Linked DNA regions of Sus scrofa: region 2 is linked to region 1. Evidence: chromatin contacts called from public HiChIP or PLAC-seq data. All regions are on one chromosome and are shown on one strand. Each heading gives the region's core, a stretch centred on a gene start, on an enhancer-like site or on the middle of the called end of the contact. The rest is flanking DNA. Distances are from core to core; before and after follow the strand shown.

Evidence for each region. HiChIP or PLAC-seq counts read pairs in DNA pulled down with a chosen protein or histone mark.
Region 2: an H3K27ac HiChIP or PLAC-seq map of skeletal muscle shows a contact between it and region 1, with 6 times the contacts expected there. The contact joins two enhancer-like sites. A contact is called at or near these places in 2 of 47 Hi-C or Micro-C datasets (embryonic fibroblasts and epiblast stem cells) and 1 of 2 datasets of contacts at active chromatin or transcription factors (skeletal muscle).

The regions. Positions count from the first base shown.
Region 1 is chr14:63,227,968-63,232,782 of Sscrofa11.1, reverse strand. The region is part of intron 2 of CCDC6 (coiled-coil domain-containing protein 6); the gene reads left to right. Among named protein-coding and RNA genes, the nearest start is that of CCDC6, 70 kb to the left of the region's middle. Within about 2 kb of position 1,847, at least 8 of the 83 cell types and tissues checked have an H3K27ac peak or open chromatin away from gene starts, as enhancers often do. A contact at or near this core is called in skeletal muscle, where this site is marked.
Region 2 is chr14:63,589,113-63,593,927 of Sscrofa11.1, reverse strand. ANK3 (ankyrin-3) reads left to right here. Exons shown (of 47, transcript XM_005671012.3): 11 at 1,807-1,905. Among named protein-coding and RNA genes, the nearest start is that of ANK3, 220 kb to the left of the region's middle. Within about 2 kb of position 2,392, at least 8 of the 83 cell types and tissues checked have an H3K27ac peak or open chromatin away from gene starts, as enhancers often do. A contact at or near this core is called in skeletal muscle, where this site is marked.

The DNA of each region.
Region 1 (4,815 bases), core at 598-3,097:
TTCAGCTCTGGAATGCCTTGCAGAGAGGTTGTCGTTTAATCAGAATTTGTAATTAAAATTTATAAGAAATGTTTTGTAAGCAAACTCTTCATCAGAACATGATATATAATATTTATGTTAGAAAAGAGAAATCTAAAAGACTCTTCTGAAATGTTAGCTATATATTTGGGTGCTGAGCTTATAGGTTATGTTAATTTTCTTACATCCCTTTCCTTCCAACTTTGTAAAAGCAACATGCGTTACTTTTGTAATTGGAAAACATCTTATTTCCTAAAAAGGAAATTTAAAAATTTTAATGCATGTTTTGTCCTTAGCTTTTGGAACCTCCTTCTGTGTCACTGACTTTGAAAGCTCACAGTCCTGCTGCCATTACCAAACCAGACCTGGGTCTATTTACCCCACAAACAGCAAAGCCAGTCCACTAACTGCAGGCTGTGGTGAAGGGAAGATACAGTGGCACCAAGCAGGGAGAATGGGCAGCTCATGCTTAAAAGACCTGAACTCCCTGATGGCTTTGGAAGAATTTTTAAAGACAATATGAGGGGAAGGAAAGTCACAGCCTGTGTGATCCACTGGTGCACACTCTCTAATTGGTTGATGGTGAGATAATGGTGACATTTAATCTCAGTCATCAACCTTCAGTTTCCAACCAGTCTGAGGTGCCCATGCTGGTGATCCACAAGCAGCTAACTTCTTCCACCTGGTGGGGGTTTTAGTATCTGCAAAACAGCTCAAGGATATGGCTCAGGATATTATTTACAGCCCTAGAGGAGGAACTAAAGGTCCTTGCTTTGTTTTATGTCTAAATTTTGTCTTGCTTGACTGTTTTCCTCACTTCTCTGGTTAAATTTGCTCTTTGGAACTCAGAGAAGGCCTCAGAGGCTAAAGCTTTTTTGAAAACAAGAGGCAGAGGACACGGTGGGGTCTGAGGTGAGATGGGACATCCATGCTTAGGAAGCTCCTGCTCAGTTTTATCGTCATAGTTGCATATTTGTCATGGACAGCAGGGCACAGGAGCCTCCTGCAGAGTCAGGCCCATTTGCTGCGAGGCAAGGTTCGGGACCGCCCAGATCATTGAGAACTAGCGAAGCCAGAAGGCTCTCATGACTAGCTTACTAGCTTAGCTGTCTTGTCAGTCTTGATAGGATTCATTCCACTGCCCCCCCCCCCCATCCTAAAATCACTTTTTTAAAAATCCCTATATCCTCTGGCTAACTGTTAACCACCAACCACCAGGGCCAACTGGAAGACCTGGTGTTGCTGAGATTAAGAATGGTTTTGGCAATTAGGGATTTGCTCACTTGCTTTTATGTAAGCCTGAGGCATCAGGTTCACTTCCTGCTCTTGGGAGCCCTTGTTCAGTGGTTGCTTGGCACTCTTCTCCACCAATACCACTGCCAAAAGTGAACGAGTACTTTTTCTGTTTTGAAAACCATGGAACAGGGTTGAGATAAGAGAACCAGGTGTTACTTACTCCTCTGAATCTTTTCCCTCTAACCCAGTTTCCAAATTTTAGACCTAAAATAACAAATAGGTTCGTAGGTTTGTCCTTTGCTTCACACTTGAATTTGGATCTGGCCTTCAGAAAATAATGCTGCTAGAGCTATAATAGAAATTACTGTACTCATTTCCTTATGGGGGAGGCACATGCTTATTGATGACTGAAAGCACTTAAGGATGAAAGTTATCTGAGTCTCTTGTTCAGTGTGGCAGGGCTTATTTTTTATTGTTATCGATTTGGCCCCTGAGGTGATGACTCCTGGAATTTTTAAAGCAGTTGAAGTTGTCTCGCATCTATGGCAAGATGTTACGTGGAGGAGAGGAAGGAAGTTGTGGGCAAAAGCCACTGCCAAGTGATTTGTAGCCGAGCTGTTCAGAAGGCTGTCAGGAAACAGCTTTATTCTTCCATCTCCCTTTGCATAGGAATGGAACCCAGAGAAGGGATTGCAGTAAGTCTCCAAATCTGCCTATTCATTTAGACAAATTTACCTTCTCCCTTCCTCCCCTCAATTCTGGAGCAGTTGGTTCTCCTTGCAATACCATCCCAGTGGATTCAGGTTTTTTCTGGAGCTTGCACTTCCCTGACCCCTGCGTGGCTGTGTCTCTGGGCAGCAGGCAAGTGTACAGGCCTTAGAAGTGAGTCTGGTCTCTCAGGTTCCTTCTCAGGCATGTGCACTGGCATCTGAGGCCGCCCTTTTGACCCCAGGTTCTCCATGTCACCGAGGTGGCAGTGAAGTGAATTTGTTTGTGCAGGCAGCAGAATCACGTGTCAGGGTGATAAATATGTATGAAACTGGCTAGTTCATTTGAAAGACACCAAGGCTTACACTGCACCATTGCATCCATTCAGGTGAAAATTCATTTCTCTCCATGGCAGGGGCGGAGAGACCTTGAAATACGTTCTTCTTCATCAAGGTGGCTCAACCGGGAAAAACCTTTTAGTTTTTCAGAGCTATTAATGCTAATCAGAAAAAATTTGCTGTCAGCTGATAGCTAACAGCACATTTGGAGGCAAAGTTGGGGTTTTTGTTGCTGTTGTTTTTATTGTTGCTTTTCATTCCAGATTCTCCAAACCTCAGCTTTCTGTGTTCTCTGTTTCTTTTTGTGGAGCAAGGGGCTTATGCATTGTGTTCAGGATACATCTGCAAAAGGCTTCTGGAATGTTTTTATTGCATTTTAAATGCTGCAACCACCAGAGGCCAAATTATAAGCCAGAATTTTCCTCTTAGTAGCATGCCAGAAATCTCTCTGTCCAATGTAATTTGCATTATGATTAGAAAATACAATAAACTGGACACAGTTTTTTAGTCTTAGGGTATCACTGAGTTTTTCCCACAGTGTGTGTTGCCATTGTGGCTGGAGTTATATGCCAGCCTGGACCCCCTCAAAATGTAAGAGCAAGAGTAGGGGGTTAGAAGCTTCCTAGGCTGTCTTTGACAAAATTTGGGAAAATGCAGGTAGAAAGTAAAGGTAGGAGGAAAAGGAAATTAAAAATAATGAGATGAAGCTGGAGCGCGGTTGCTTTATTCAGCAGGGTAGGGGAGATAACCCTTATCCATTTTAGTTGAAGAGGTAAATCTTGGCTATTAAAGGATGTTTGGTTCCACTTGTAAATGGACATCAGCTGTCACTGGAAAAGCTTTTCTTTTTTTTTTTTCCCCTCGTCTTTTTGCCTTTTCTAGGGCCGTTCCTGTAGCATATGGAGATTCCCAGGCTAGGGGTCGAATTGGAGCTGTAGCTGCCAGCCTACGCCAGAGCCACAGCAACGTGGGATCCCAGCTGCTTCTGCAACCTACACCACAGCTCATGGAAACACTGGATCCTTAACCCATTGAGCAAGGCCAGGGATTGAACCCGCACCCTCATGGTTCCTAGTTGGATTTGTTAACCACTGCGCCAAGACGGGAACTCCTGGAAAAGCTTTTCAAATGATGTCAAAATTTGCAGTTATAAATGTTGTGATGTTTGAATTTCTTGGGTAGTTTTTTTTTTTTTTTTTTTCCTTTTCAGAACAGTCAGCCCAATTAGTAGTTACCTTAAAATATAGAGTCTTATCCTGTTGCTGATTATCTTTACTTTCCTTTTTCCTCTGTATTCATAAACTCGGTAAGAAAGATGTGGCTTTTTATTTTAATTTACCATGAGGTCTTGGCTTAGGATGAATTCTTTCTTTGGCTTAAATACTGTTTCTCAAAGAAGGAAGGGCTAGTTTTTACAAAACAGTTTTTTTTTTTGTTTTTGTTTGTTTTATTTTTTTGTTTGTTTGTTTTGCAGGTTGACTCCAGAGCCTAAAGGACTTCTTTATCTTATTTGTGGAGCATGTTTTTAAAAATCTTCCTTCTAACCAGATTTCTTTAAAGGTTAATGCTTTCAGCAGCATGATGCTATTGGGAATTTAGGAAACTCAGCTTAGCCCTTTAGGTATTGAGTGGAAGGGAAGCCTGAGGCAGAGTACATCATAGGAAATCATATAGGGAGAATGCAGGGACAATCACAGCATGGAAGAAGATATTGTCAACATATGTAACCACAGTAAAACTACAAATCAGTAAGAAAAACAGGCAAGTGGCTTAAACTGGCTCTTCATGGAAGCAGATGGCTAAATGGCCAGTCACCATATGAAAAGATACACAGGAGTTTCAGTGTGGTGCAGTAGGGTTAAGAATCTGGCATTGTCATTGCAGTGACTTGGTGGTACAGGTTTGATCCCTAGCCCGGGAACTTCTGCATCCCATGGGTGTGGACCAAAAAAGGGAAAGGAAAGGTACACAACCCAATTAGTAATCAGGAAAGTGAAATAAACTGCAAAAAGATATTACTAGAGAATTCTCATGCATACCATCAGAGGATGGAAATGGTTTTATTCTGTTTTAAAAATAATTTGGCATTACCTAATGAAGTTGGAAATAGTCTTTGTCCTTAACCCAGCAGTTCCACTCTTGAATATATTTGATAATGGTTTGCATATGTGCACCAGATGTGTAGGAGAATGTTCTTTGTGGCATTGTTCATAATGGTGAAAAACTAGAGATGACCTAAGTATTCATCATCTGTAGAGTGGATAAATTGTGATGTTTTCATCCGGAGACTTAATCGAGGGGAAAACAGTCTGTAGCAAGTGAGGTTATTACCATTTATCCAGTCAATATTTGCATAGATCAGGCGTCTAGATGTTCTGGGGTAGAATTGAGTAAGTCCTGGTCACTACAGTTCGTAGAGCTTGTAGTGCTGTGAGGGTGATTGAGAATGTACCCAGGCGCTTGAGGATCAGCTCACATCAGAGGTAAGGACACAGGCTTGGAAGGCAAAAGCTTG
Region 2 (4,815 bases), core at 1,143-3,642, 360 kb before region 1:
TAGTGGGCTCTTTGGATTCAGTTCAGTATAAGCACCCACGTAAACATAGGTTTACATGGAAAAAAATATGTCCCCAAGTGCTAGGGAAAATGTGTGTGTGTTTACTAACAATTTGGCAGTATAGGCTGTCATGTGATCAAGCCTTTTAGGAAGGGTCTCTGCTCCCCTGCAGCTGATGGGGTCACCCTAGCAGCATGGGTCCCCAGTGCCCTTGGGGCTCCGAGGGCTCTGAGAATTGGAGTGGGAAGGAGAGGGAGGGCAGAGAGGAGCACTGAAGACCCTAGGAAGCTTCCACTGAAATTCTAAAAGCTTTTCCCAGAGTAGCATTTCAAGAGCTGTTGATCAGCCTGGAATATCAGACATAGATTGGATCCTGACTTGAAAGGAGGAAAAGAAATGAACAGTCATGACTCATTTTTCCATGCAAGAAAGAAAGCCTTAAAACAGGGTGTGGGCTGTCAACTTCATTTCCCGCTGACTCTGAAGATTTCACAACCTTAGGAGGTCATGGAGGTTGTATGTAGCTGGTCATCTGGAATGGACTATGGCCTGGCAAATGGTCTTAAAACAGCCACAGAAGAACCTGCAGTAACTTTGACCTAAGCTTTCATAGTGGACCCTGTTGTTCTATAGTTGTCCGTGGCAACTCAAATAGGCTCCATGGTCTCAGTTAGCAGGCAATCCAATTTGGTAGATAATTTGTTTAAAAGCAGATTCTTTTATTGGGTGAAATATTCAACCCAATAATCCAAATAGTGTTGAGTTATTTAACTTTCTGTTTCCTTGACATAAGCAACTACTTCACACTTAGAAAAAAAAAAATCTTTTTTTTTTTCTTTTTAGGGTTGTACCTATGGCATATGGAGCTTCCCAGGCTAAGGACTGAATCAGAGCTGTAGCTGCTGGCCTACACCACAGTCACAGCAACGTGAGATCCGAGCCATGTCTGTGACCTACAACACAGCTCATGGCAATGCTGGATCCTTAACCCACTGAACAGGGCCAGGGATCAAACCTGCATCCTCATGGATGCTAGTCAGATTCATTTCCACTGAGCCACGATGGGAACGCCTAGAAAAAATCTTAACTGTCAATCTTTTTTTTCTCTTCTTTCTTTTTAGGGCCACACTATCGGCACATGAAAGTTCCCAGGCTAGGGGTCGAATTGGAGCTGCAGCTGCCGGCCAACACCACGGCCACAGCAAAGCGAGATCCCCAACCCAAAAGAGGATAGAGTAAAGAGGCCAGGGATTGAACCCACATTCTCATGGATAATAGATTTGTTTCCACTGCACCACAATGGGAACTCCTTAAGTGTCCATCTTAAGAAGTTAATCGTAACACTTGGAAGAAATCACAGTATTTAAGCTCTGATTGAATAGTTGTCCTAAAATGCAGCAGAGAAGTCAGAATAGGCATTGGTGAAGTTTTGGCGGTGAGAGCAAAAGTTTGGCCCAGCTGTTTTTAGTCTGTGTTTGAAAGGAACTAGAGGAAGGACCAATTATTTCAGAGTGAATTCCAGAATAAAATAGTCTAAGAAAATGCACGGCCTTTTGCTTTAGCTACCAGGAGATTGTCACCAACGTTTGCCTCCTGTTTGTGATTAGCAGGGCACCTTGGGTTCCTGGGAGCAGGTAGGCCATCTCTGCTTCCAAACAAGAATCAACATTTGGTTTAAATCCTCGTCGTTTCTGCTCATTTCCAGTTCTTGGCCGAACCTTACTTTAGCAAATCGATTTTACCGTGTCCAGTGGAAGAGGATCTTGGTGGAATGTAATGGAACCCGCATATCTTTTTCTCTTGCAGAATGGCTTTACCCCTCTTCATATCGCCTGCAAGAAAAACCGAATTAAAGTCATGGAACTCCTACTGAAACACGGTGCATCCATCCAAGCCGTAACCGAGGTGAGAAGTGGAGGGTTTCTGAGGTTCCCCATGTGCTGGGAAGATAGCCTCACCAGCCACAAACTGACAAACTAGTTTTGCTGTCTGTGGTTGTCAGACTACTTTCTGAACCCTTTGCCTAAGGGGCCATCCGTCCTAAGGAGGGCAGATAAGTCGGGGCGAGAGAGTACAAACACATCTTCTTGTGACTAGAAGTATAACCTAGACCTGTATGCCATGATCAAGGGATAGTTTATGTGAGAAAAAGCATAATTTTTATGAAATCCTGTAATGCAGTGCTTCTCAAATCCTGTAATGCTGTATTTGGGAGTGGCATTTGGCCATGTCTGAAAATATTCTAGTTGCACAACTGGATGGTGCTACTGGCATCTAGTGGATGGAAGCCAGAGACGCTACTGACCATTTTATGGTGTGCAGTCCAGCCTCCCACAACTGGCTCAGAAGGTCACACATGCCAGTTAAGAAACTCTATATAACATAACCTCCGTGTGTTTGTGAAGCGGGGACTGCGCTGGGGAAAAGCCCAGAATTAAGGCAACACGGGGTTGCCCAGGTTAGTAAAGGACTAGCTGTGGGTTTCTTTTGTGCACACTGACAGGGAACTCAGCAAAGTGATCCACCGGGATCAGGGCTGAGCTGGTACCACAGCAAACCGAGCCTGGCCTCCACCCTCCACACTCACCCCTCCCCCACCTACCCCCAAACACCCTGGTCCCAATGGACTCTAATCATTGGCACTTCCCCAGACTGGACTCCCTTTTTGGTCACTCCATGTCTCTGCACCCTCCATGTGTTACACCACCTTTCCGGCCTGGTTCTGCATGACTTTTGGGACCACATCTGGGGCCACCTTCTCCAGGAATTCTCCCTAACCCTTGTCCTGGTTCAGGAGCTTCTCTGAGGAACCATCACCTCATTCTGTGCATATTTCCCTTAAGCTCCTGTCCAGCCAGATTGCTTGTGACCCAGCCGTTCCCCCTGCTCTCCCAGAAGAAATCACAGGCTCTATCAAGGCAGGCCCAGGTCTTATTGGTCTTAATATACCCACAACCCAGTAGATCCCACAACAGATCATTCAGTAAAGATTTGTTGACTGTATCCATAAAGACTATAGGATTTAAAGCAAATATAAACACTAAGCTCTAGTCTAATCTTTGTTGATTGCTTTGCCTCAATTTCTTACCTGAAAATGAAATATTTGCTGTGACTTCTAACACTTATAACATTGAAATACTAAATGATGGAATTACTAATACTGATTCCCTCTTTTAGGAGTCTTCTGGCTTCATAGTAGGCACCCAGTTATTCCTTTTCTGGTTTTTTGTTGGTGGTGGTGGTGGTGGTGTTTTTTTTTGTTTGTTTTTTTGGGGGGTTTTTTTGGTTTTTTTTTTTTTTTTTTGCTTTTTAGGGCCCTATCCACAGCATATGGAGGTTCCCAGGCTAGGGGTACAATTGGAGCCAGACCTGCCAGCCTACACAACAGCACACAGCAGTGCAGGAGCCAAGCCGTGTCTGCAACCTATACCACAGCTCATGGCAACGCCAGAACCTTAATCCACTGAGCGAGGCCAGAGGTCAAACCCACAATCTCATGGTTCCTAGTCAGATTCATTTCTGCTGTACCACAATGGGAACTCCCACCCAGTTATTCTCAATGTAAAATAATAACTTTATTCTTCATGCACAGCAACCCTTTTTTAAAGACCAGAATGGGCTCTGAAATAAAAGGAGATTTCTGAGTGGTGTCTCAATACAGGTGCAGAGATGCCTCCTGTGACAAGAAGGTTCCACTGCCAGCTCTGTGCTCCCTGAGAGCTTGGAAAGGCGGTGCAGACCACGTCCCGCCCACGCCCCCTGCTGATGGGAAAAGGCATCAAATTAGAACACAGTTCTTTTCCCTATTTCCCACAGTTCCCACCAGTTGAAATCTGAGCAACCAGATCTGTCTCACTTTCATTGTATTTAAATTCTTTTCACAAATTTTTCAACATACTAAAATTGTTGTCGGAATTAGTTATCTCCTTTGCTCTTAGCTTTTTCTAGCCCTATTAATTTTTTTTCCCCCAAATTATGGAATTCACTTTTTAAAATGGAATCATTTTATATACGAAGCACCAGTGTTTGAGGGGGCAGTGTGTAAGCTTTTGAAGTACACATAAAAATTAGGGTCTAGTCTAGTGACCACTGTTCAAGTTGCCTTAATTATCATAATCTATAATCCTCATCAAGTTAAAAATTTACATGATTGGGACCATTAATGCTGATCTGCTCTTTTATTAGAGGGATGGCTTTGTGTTCCTGCCCTGCTCTTTCATGTGTAGTATAATCAGTTATTCTGAGTGCATGGGAGTCCTTATTAAAGGCCAGAATAGGGTCTGAAATAAAGGTGACCTTTTACTCTTGTGTATGTAATCACACACATGTCCCCCCTCCATACATATGTGCACAATGCACACACAAATACACACACCCACACACAATTGTAGGGATAAGGAAGACTTAGTAGCAAAGGGAAAAAACCTTCAAGTTGTTTCTCTCTAAATTGTTTTTATAGAGCTATATTAAATGTGTAAAATAGAAGGCCCCATTGTGGCTCAGCAGTAATGAACCAGACTAATATCCATGAGGGCTCAGGTTTGATCCCTGGCCTCACTTAGTGGGTTAAGGATTCAGCATTGCCATGAGCCATGGTGTAGGTCACAGACGTGGCTCTGGCATTGCTGTGGCTGTGGCATAGGCTGGCAGCTGCAGCTCCAATTCAACCCCTAGGCTGGGAACCTCCAAATGCCATGGGTGCAGCCCTAAAAAGACAAAAGAGAAGGGAAGAGAAAAGAAAAATAAAATAATTGAAGTAAGCCTTTCTTCTTTAATGGTTATGACATAGGCCTTTCATAATCACAGAACTTGCTT